2 separate regions of the Mus musculus genome follow, and region 1 is linked to region 2. A link is a contact called in public Hi-C data. All regions are on one chromosome and are shown on one strand. The core of a region is the stretch at or near the end of the contact, and the rest is flanking DNA. Distances in the headings are between cores, read along the strand shown.

Region 1 (3,545 bases), core at 881-3,380, 290 kb after region 2:
GCTGAGGGTGTATCACAAGGGTGGACACTGGTCAGCGGGGACCTGGGGAGGCTGAGGGTGTATCACAAGGGTGGACACTGGTCAGCAGGGGCCTGGGGAGGCTGAGGGTGTATCACAAGGGTGGACACTGGTCAGCGGGGACCTGGGGAGGCTGAGGGTGTATCACAAGGGTGGACACTGGCCAGCGGGGACCTGAGGAGGCTGAGGGTGTATCACAAGGGTGGACACTGGCCAGCGGGGACCTGGGGAGGCTGAGGGTGTATCACAAGGGTGGACACTGGTCAGCGGGGACCTGGGGAGGCTGAGGGTGTATCACAAGGGTGGACACTGGCCAGCGGGGACCTGGGGAGGCTGAGGGTGTATCACAAGGGTGGACACTGGCCAGCAGGATAGCACAGCAAGTAAGTTTAAAACTGGTTCAGTTGTGGTTCTGAAATGATAGGAATGTGAAAGACTCTCTGACCCTGTCCTAATGGAAAGGTCAGAGAGACAGAGCACATGCACATGCACTGAGCACGTAGACAAGAGTCTTCAGACCTGGGACACAGATTAAAGTTACTGTGGAAGTGTACAATGCTAACCAGGGTCGGCGTGTGTGGCCAGCCACTTACCCTGCTGAGTCACCTCGGTAAAGTCGGCGTGGACGCTATCACAGTGGGATGCTTCTTGTTGTGTTATAGTTCACATAACACAGGGAGAAGTTTACTTTATTTTAAACAAACATTTTACCTTTTTTAGTGTTTCTGAAGCCAGAGCCATGACCTGACACCCTGATGCCTACTGCCAGGGCCTTTGTGGGACTGGCACATGCACCATGGAACTTAAAGTGTGGGTGGATGGCGTTCAGAGGATCGTCTGTGGCGTCACGGAAGTCACAACTTGCCAGGAGGTTGTAATAGCCTTAGCCCAAGCTATAGGTAAGTAAAAATTGGCAAGTCAAGAAAAATGGCACTTCACACTTGTCTGGAGTGTGGCGGGGCTGTGTGTGTGTGAGTGTGTGAGAGAGAGAGAGAGTGTGTGTGTGTGTGTGTGTGTGTGTGTGTGTGAACTACCTCAGCATCCTGATGAAAGTGTCAGAAAGATAACGTTTGGATTCAGAATTTCAAAGGGCTCGGCCCATCGTTTCTTGGCCTAAGACTCCTGGGGTGGAGAGGGATGGGTGAGAGGGGGAAGGGGGAGGGGCGAGGAGGGGGAGGGGGGGAGGGAGGAGGGAGAGAAGGAGAGGAAGGGTGGGCACACAGAGGCAGACAGTGAGAACATGCCAGGGGCAAGATATCTTTAAAAATCCCACCCCAGTAACTTGCTTCTTGTAGCTGGGTCCCATCTCCTAAAGTTTCTAGAACCTCCCAAAATAGAATCACCATCTTGGGACCAAGCAATAAACACAGGAGCCTTTGGAAAGACACTTTATGACTAAACTGTAGCATTCTGACATTCCCCCAAAAGCCTGAATGTGTACCTTGTAGTTCACAGTGCACTGAGTCTGCCTCAGTGGTCTTTACAGTTCAACATTGTTCAAAAGCCCCAGTTAAAAGTCTCTCGGAGACTCAGTGGACTCCTGGCTATGAGGCACTGTAGAAGTGAAAGACACATTATAAAATCACAGCATACAGTGCCACAGACTAAACATTCCTGTTAAAAGGAAAAGAGGAATAGGAAAATACCAAGTAAGTATTGGACTAAGGCTAGAGAGATGGCTCAGTGGCCAGAGAGGACCCAATTCAGTTCCTAGCACCCCTGTCATAAAGATCAACCACATGTGACTGCAGTGCTAGGGTGCCAGACACCCTCTTCTAGTCCCAAAGGTACACGCATGCATGTGGCACACACACACACACACACACACACACACACACACATATATATCAATAAAGATAAATATGATCAGAAACAATTGGTTCAAGGCATGACTAAACCCAGTAGGACAACATGGGATCCTGTAGTTGAGCTACAGCGGGCTTGGGGAGTCATGTGACCTCACTGCCTTCCCAGTGGCAGCTCACATTTCTAGCCTCCCCAGGAGCCTTCAGTGCAGGCTCCTCTTCACCCGCACAGCTTCACACGTTGACCTGTGAGTGCTCTTCAGGACTCTGACCCTGACACATGCTGCCTGGCTTCCCAGGCTTCTCCTTTGAAACCTGAATGGGCGTTTCCATCGCTCCACAACTCTACCCTCTGCATGCCTGTGAAGCCAGCACCACACGGATGATGCCAAACCTGCTGCCTGCCAGCCCAAGCATCCCAGCTTTGTCCCGCAGCTGCTCTGCCCTCTGAGTCCTTGGGCAGCTGTGCACAGTGGAAAGAAAGAGGAGAGTACTTTCTAGGCAGCTCTTTGTCCACGAGGCACCCAAAGGCTACGTCCTTCCAAGGGGGACCCCTTTGAAGGGATGCTACTGGGTCACACTCTTCAGTCTGTGAGGGTGCAGTGTGGCCACTTTCCATCGGGTACCCCCTGTCATCACAGTAGACGACTTCTGCACACTCTGGCAGCCACGCCTCTGTCTGCAGCACAGTCCTTTTCTAACCACTACACTGTTTTCAAAGCTTGCTCAGCTTTGTCCTTCCAGGTCTCACTGTAAGCCTGGCTCAGGGCCACTAGCACTACCTATGAATAGCCTGGATACTGTGCTGTCCTAAACCGCTCTCCACCGGATTAATTAGTCTACCTGTTTAAATCAGCCTCCCACGACTTCTCAAATTAGGAACAAAATGTAGACATTATTTGCTACAGCAGAACACAAATGACTTCTCTCCCAGTTCCCAATTGAGTTGTTCCCATCTGAAACTTCTTGAGCCAAGCTTTCATTGCCCACATTCTCACTGGAACTCTGCTCCCTTGAGCTCCAAGCAAAATCACCCATTAACTCACAGCATTGTAAGGGTTTCCTAGCCTGTTTCTCACGTCTCCTGAGTTCATCCCACTACCTACTTCCAAAGGACTTACAAAGCACATGGTCAGATACCATAGCAGCCTCCTACCCTCCAGTTCTCTGCGTCAGGGGCTTTACCTCGTTATCACCAAATGTCTGACAGAACAACTTCACGTGAGTGTTACCGGTCTGCTTCATAGGTTCAGGAGTATCCCTTTATCGTGGTGGGTAATCATATGGCACAGCTCACTCTTGGCTTACAGTTTCAGAAGTTTAGTCCATTGTCATCCTGGCAGGGAGCACGGTGGCACACAGGCTGGCATGGTTCTGGAGAAGTAGTTGAGAGATACATCATGATGCACGGGTAGAGAAACTGGGCCTGGCATTGGTTTTGGAAACCTCAAAGCCCATCCCCCGTAATGCAATTCCTCCAATAAGGCCACACTTAGTTCAAGAAGGACACGCCTCCTAGTCTTCAAACAGTGCCACTCCCTGGTCACCAAGCACTTAATATATGAGCCTATGGGGCCGTTCTTATTCAAACCATCATAGTGACCAAGTTTTAGAAAGACTACAGGAAGAGGCTAGGGCAGTTAGTCATCCCAAAGGACATGGTACCATAGACCAACTTCCTCCAATTAGGATGTATTTCCTGTCTCTTACCACTTCTCAATA
Region 2 (3,311 bases), core at 365-2,864:
ATCCACTTATCAGTGAGTGCATATCAAGTGACTTCTTTTGTGATTGGGTTGCCTCACTAAGGATGATATATCCTCCAGATACATCCATTGGGCACATCAGATCTCAAAGCAGAATCTATCCCATAAGATTGCATAGTGTGTGCAATGTTCTTTGAACACTGCTTGACTTGTTTAAATAATTTCAAGTCTCCAGATCCAGATGGAATAATATTTATGGGACATGAGCAATTTACAAAAAATTTTGTCAAATAAAGATTGATTTATTTTAATTTTATGTGTATAAGCACTTACTTGTGTGCATGTGCACGTGTGTGCACGCGCGCGCACACACACACACACACACACACACACACACACACACACACACAGTGTGCCTAGTGTTCATGGAGGCCAGAAAGGCATCTGCTGCAGGATTTTCTCTGTCCAATCACATTAGGGCACTGGGAGGCTTGTTTTTGGCCAATAGAAGGGAGGCAGAGCAAGGAGTTGGCAGAGAGAGAGGTCTCAGGAGGTGAGAGAGAACAAGAATGGAAGCCAATGTGATGTTATCAAAAGGTTAGAATAATTGGGTTAAAGCTTTATCATTATTATCATTTGGCTCTGAAATTATTGTATTGGCATCTTATAAATTGGGTTATTATTGATACATTAATCTGATTGGCTAATTAAGCATTAAGAGTCTTGATTCTACCGAGTAATTAGGTGTTGTGATGGCTAACCAGGGGTCTGTGGGGTGTTGTGTGAAAGTGAGAGGAACTCGGAGAATAGGGGGCATCCAAGAGATGGCCCGGTGGGAGCCAGGTGGCCTCACAGAGTCAGCGAGTTGGTGGGCTGAGAGACTGAGCAAGTGAGATAACCTGGTGCAGGGGCTAGCTCTAGAGAGTTGTTGGCAGTGGCAGGATTGAGTGTGTGGCCTGGCCCTGATGAGAGTTGGCAGGTTCATATTTTTTAATATTTCCTGCAACAGGCATCAGACTTGCAGAAGGGCTCTGGACTTACACACTACTGTGAACCAGCATGCAGGTGCTGGGAATCAAACTCATGCCCTCCGTGGAGCACCGGGTGTGCTTAACTGCCAAGCCATCTCTCCTAGAGGAATGGGTTTTAGGTTTAGATGCTTTTAAGAAGAAAGCCATTGGCACTGAATAGAAGACATGAGTGGAGATCAGCAGAGCTCTGAGAAGGGAGCAGAGGAGCAAGAGATCTCTGTGAGGGAAGGGGTCCTGAGGAATGGACACTCATGGCCACCAGGACAAAACTGCTTTTAGATACCTTAGAAAATGCATTTTGTTACACAGGCAATTGCCTGGCCCACCTAAGTAAGTGCAGTTTCGCTGGTGACCATGCCTCATAAATTGCTACCATCCCATCATCTGCCACTGCTGAGCAATTCTGTCTGAATAACCGAGGAATGTCCCGTCAACATGGCTGCAGGATGACATCTTCCTGACTGGGAAAGTTTTTATTGTTCGCCTCCCCTTGACGATCAGCTGCCAGATTCCTAGACCGACTTCCCACAGATGAGTTCTAGAAGCGAGTGCGAGAGGCACGGTGCCTTTTCATGGAAATCAATGGGGCCTTGACTTTAGGCCAAAATGGACTGGCAGGAGACTAACCACCTTTACTCCCTACAGGACAAAGGTCAAACGCTGTGTGACAAACAGCAAAAGGCTGTGGTCCCCAAGAGAAAGGAGGGACACAAATGAAGAGCCCAGAGAAATGTGCCGTGAAGGTTCCCCAGGTCCTGAGGAGCGGAGCGTGATGGGGCAGCACAGCCTGGGATCTTCACCATGGGGAGTCTGGCAGGGCCAGAGCTCAAGGTGATGAAGGCTTCTGGAGCAGAACTGAGAGGGTGGAGACAGCAGACGGGGAGACAGAAAGAGATCTGCACTTGGCTTTGTCTTTCTATTCTGTTAGTCACGCATCTGAAGAAACTAGCTATAGAGAACAAAGAGGCTCCAGAAATAAACTCCAGACTTATCCCCAAGGACCTGAGCACATTGTCTTTCCCTGGCGCCAATTCATTCTTGGGCTGCAGCACACTCTTGCTCGGAGCTGGAATCCCAGTTCACTTGTGGCCTCCCCAGGCCTAATGCTTTGACTGGACTCTGAATACCACTGCGATGTGCAGTTGCAGTGTATTAAAGTTTTTGTGCATGTGTGTCCCACCTCAGTAAGCGCGCTTCTCCTGAAGGCAGAGGCCATGCTGACTCTTTCCCAAGTGCGGCTATATAGCTCAGAACAAAAACAGTCCTTACTCGGGACTCTGCTTCTGCAACTTTGCCAACACCTCAAGTTATCATATTTAACTCTTCTCACAACACTTGAAAGAGGAACTGTAACGAGCCACTTATCGGTGAGGAAATATAAACAACAGAAGTTGCTGTTACTTAAAAGTTGCTGTTATGTGGCTTAGCTAAGTTATTTTGAGCTCAGGTATATCTACTCATGCAGTTTATGCTATTGGTTAGCATTTGTGAACTGGTTAAACATGCAGCGTTACGGTGTACGCAAACATACAAGTCTTCCTTATTGCCGGTGGCTCCTAGGATCTAGGATTCATTTTGGAAATCACGTACATTTACAACAGAAGCATTTGCCTAGACATTTCCCTCTAATTTGTGAAAGAAATCTTGAAATAGTCAGGTGAACATCCAAAGGCACCTGTACTTTGCCACGTGGCCCATTCAGAACCGAGGCGGGAGAAGTCACGCGGGGCCACGTGGCATCTTGACATTCCCACCCGTCCTGTTTGAGGTGCCATTGAAGTATCTCCTCCTCGGCTTACTTCACTTGCCTCACTCGAGACCCGCCTGACAGAGGAACGGCTTGCTTCACTCCAATAGCATCCGAGGGTCGAAATGAATGTAAAAACATCAGATTTCCCATGAGGCACTAGGTCTCGGTGTACAAGCAGGGGCCCCGGGCAAGCACTTAGGTAAGTGGTCTCAGTGGTCTGGCTTGTCCCTTGTGTGAGAGCTCTCAGGGTAGCAGGAGTGTGCGGGGTTAGAACGGATTTGTCTCAGTCTTAAATTCCTTAGCCAGAGAAGCACACCAGCATCCTTGGGCCTTACAAAATAAAATATAATACCAAACAAACAGAAAACCAAAATTCAAACACTCGAGGACATTCATCTGACCTTGCTCTTTCTGCAAACCACAGTGAGAAAAAGCAGGAAAATCACTTCCAAAATCTCTAGCTGTCCCCTCCTCCCCCAATCTCCAGGAGGTGGCAGTGAGCAGAATGTTCAGTGAATAAGGAAAATAAATAAATAAATAAATAAATAAACATTATTTTTCAAAATATATTT

What was found. Hi-C and Micro-C count contacts between places; a contact is called where the count stands out from the background.
Region 1: a contact with region 2 is called in a Hi-C map of liver, with 1.7 times the contacts expected there. The contact joins two enhancer-like sites. A contact is called at or near these places in 1 of 15 datasets of contacts at CTCF or cohesin (the NIH/3T3 cell line), 4 of 484 Hi-C or Micro-C datasets (bone marrow-derived macrophages, brown adipocytes, liver and 1 more), 1 of 115 datasets of contacts at active chromatin or transcription factors (astrocytes) and 1 of 9 other capture datasets (adipose tissue).

What each region holds. Positions count from the first base shown.
Region 1 is chr6:145,807,646-145,811,190 of GRCm38.p6, forward strand. It overlaps Rassf8 (Ras association (RalGDS/AF-6) domain family (N-terminal) member 8), which reads left to right. Exons shown (of 5, transcript NM_027760.3): 2 at 739-917. The coding sequence starts at 815. Among named protein-coding and RNA genes, the nearest start is that of Gm38927, 33 kb to the right of the region's middle. Within about 2 kb of position 2,131, at least 7 of the 459 cell types and tissues checked have an H3K27ac peak or open chromatin away from gene starts, as enhancers often do. A contact at or near this core is called in liver, where this site is marked.
Region 2 is chr6:145,521,212-145,524,522 of GRCm38.p6, forward strand. The region is part of intron 2 of Gm38475 (a long non-coding RNA gene); the gene reads right to left. Among named protein-coding and RNA genes, the nearest start is that of Gm15499, 80 kb to the left of the region's middle. Within about 2 kb of position 1,615, at least 12 of the 459 cell types and tissues checked have an H3K27ac peak or open chromatin away from gene starts, as enhancers often do. A contact at or near this core is called in liver, where this site is marked.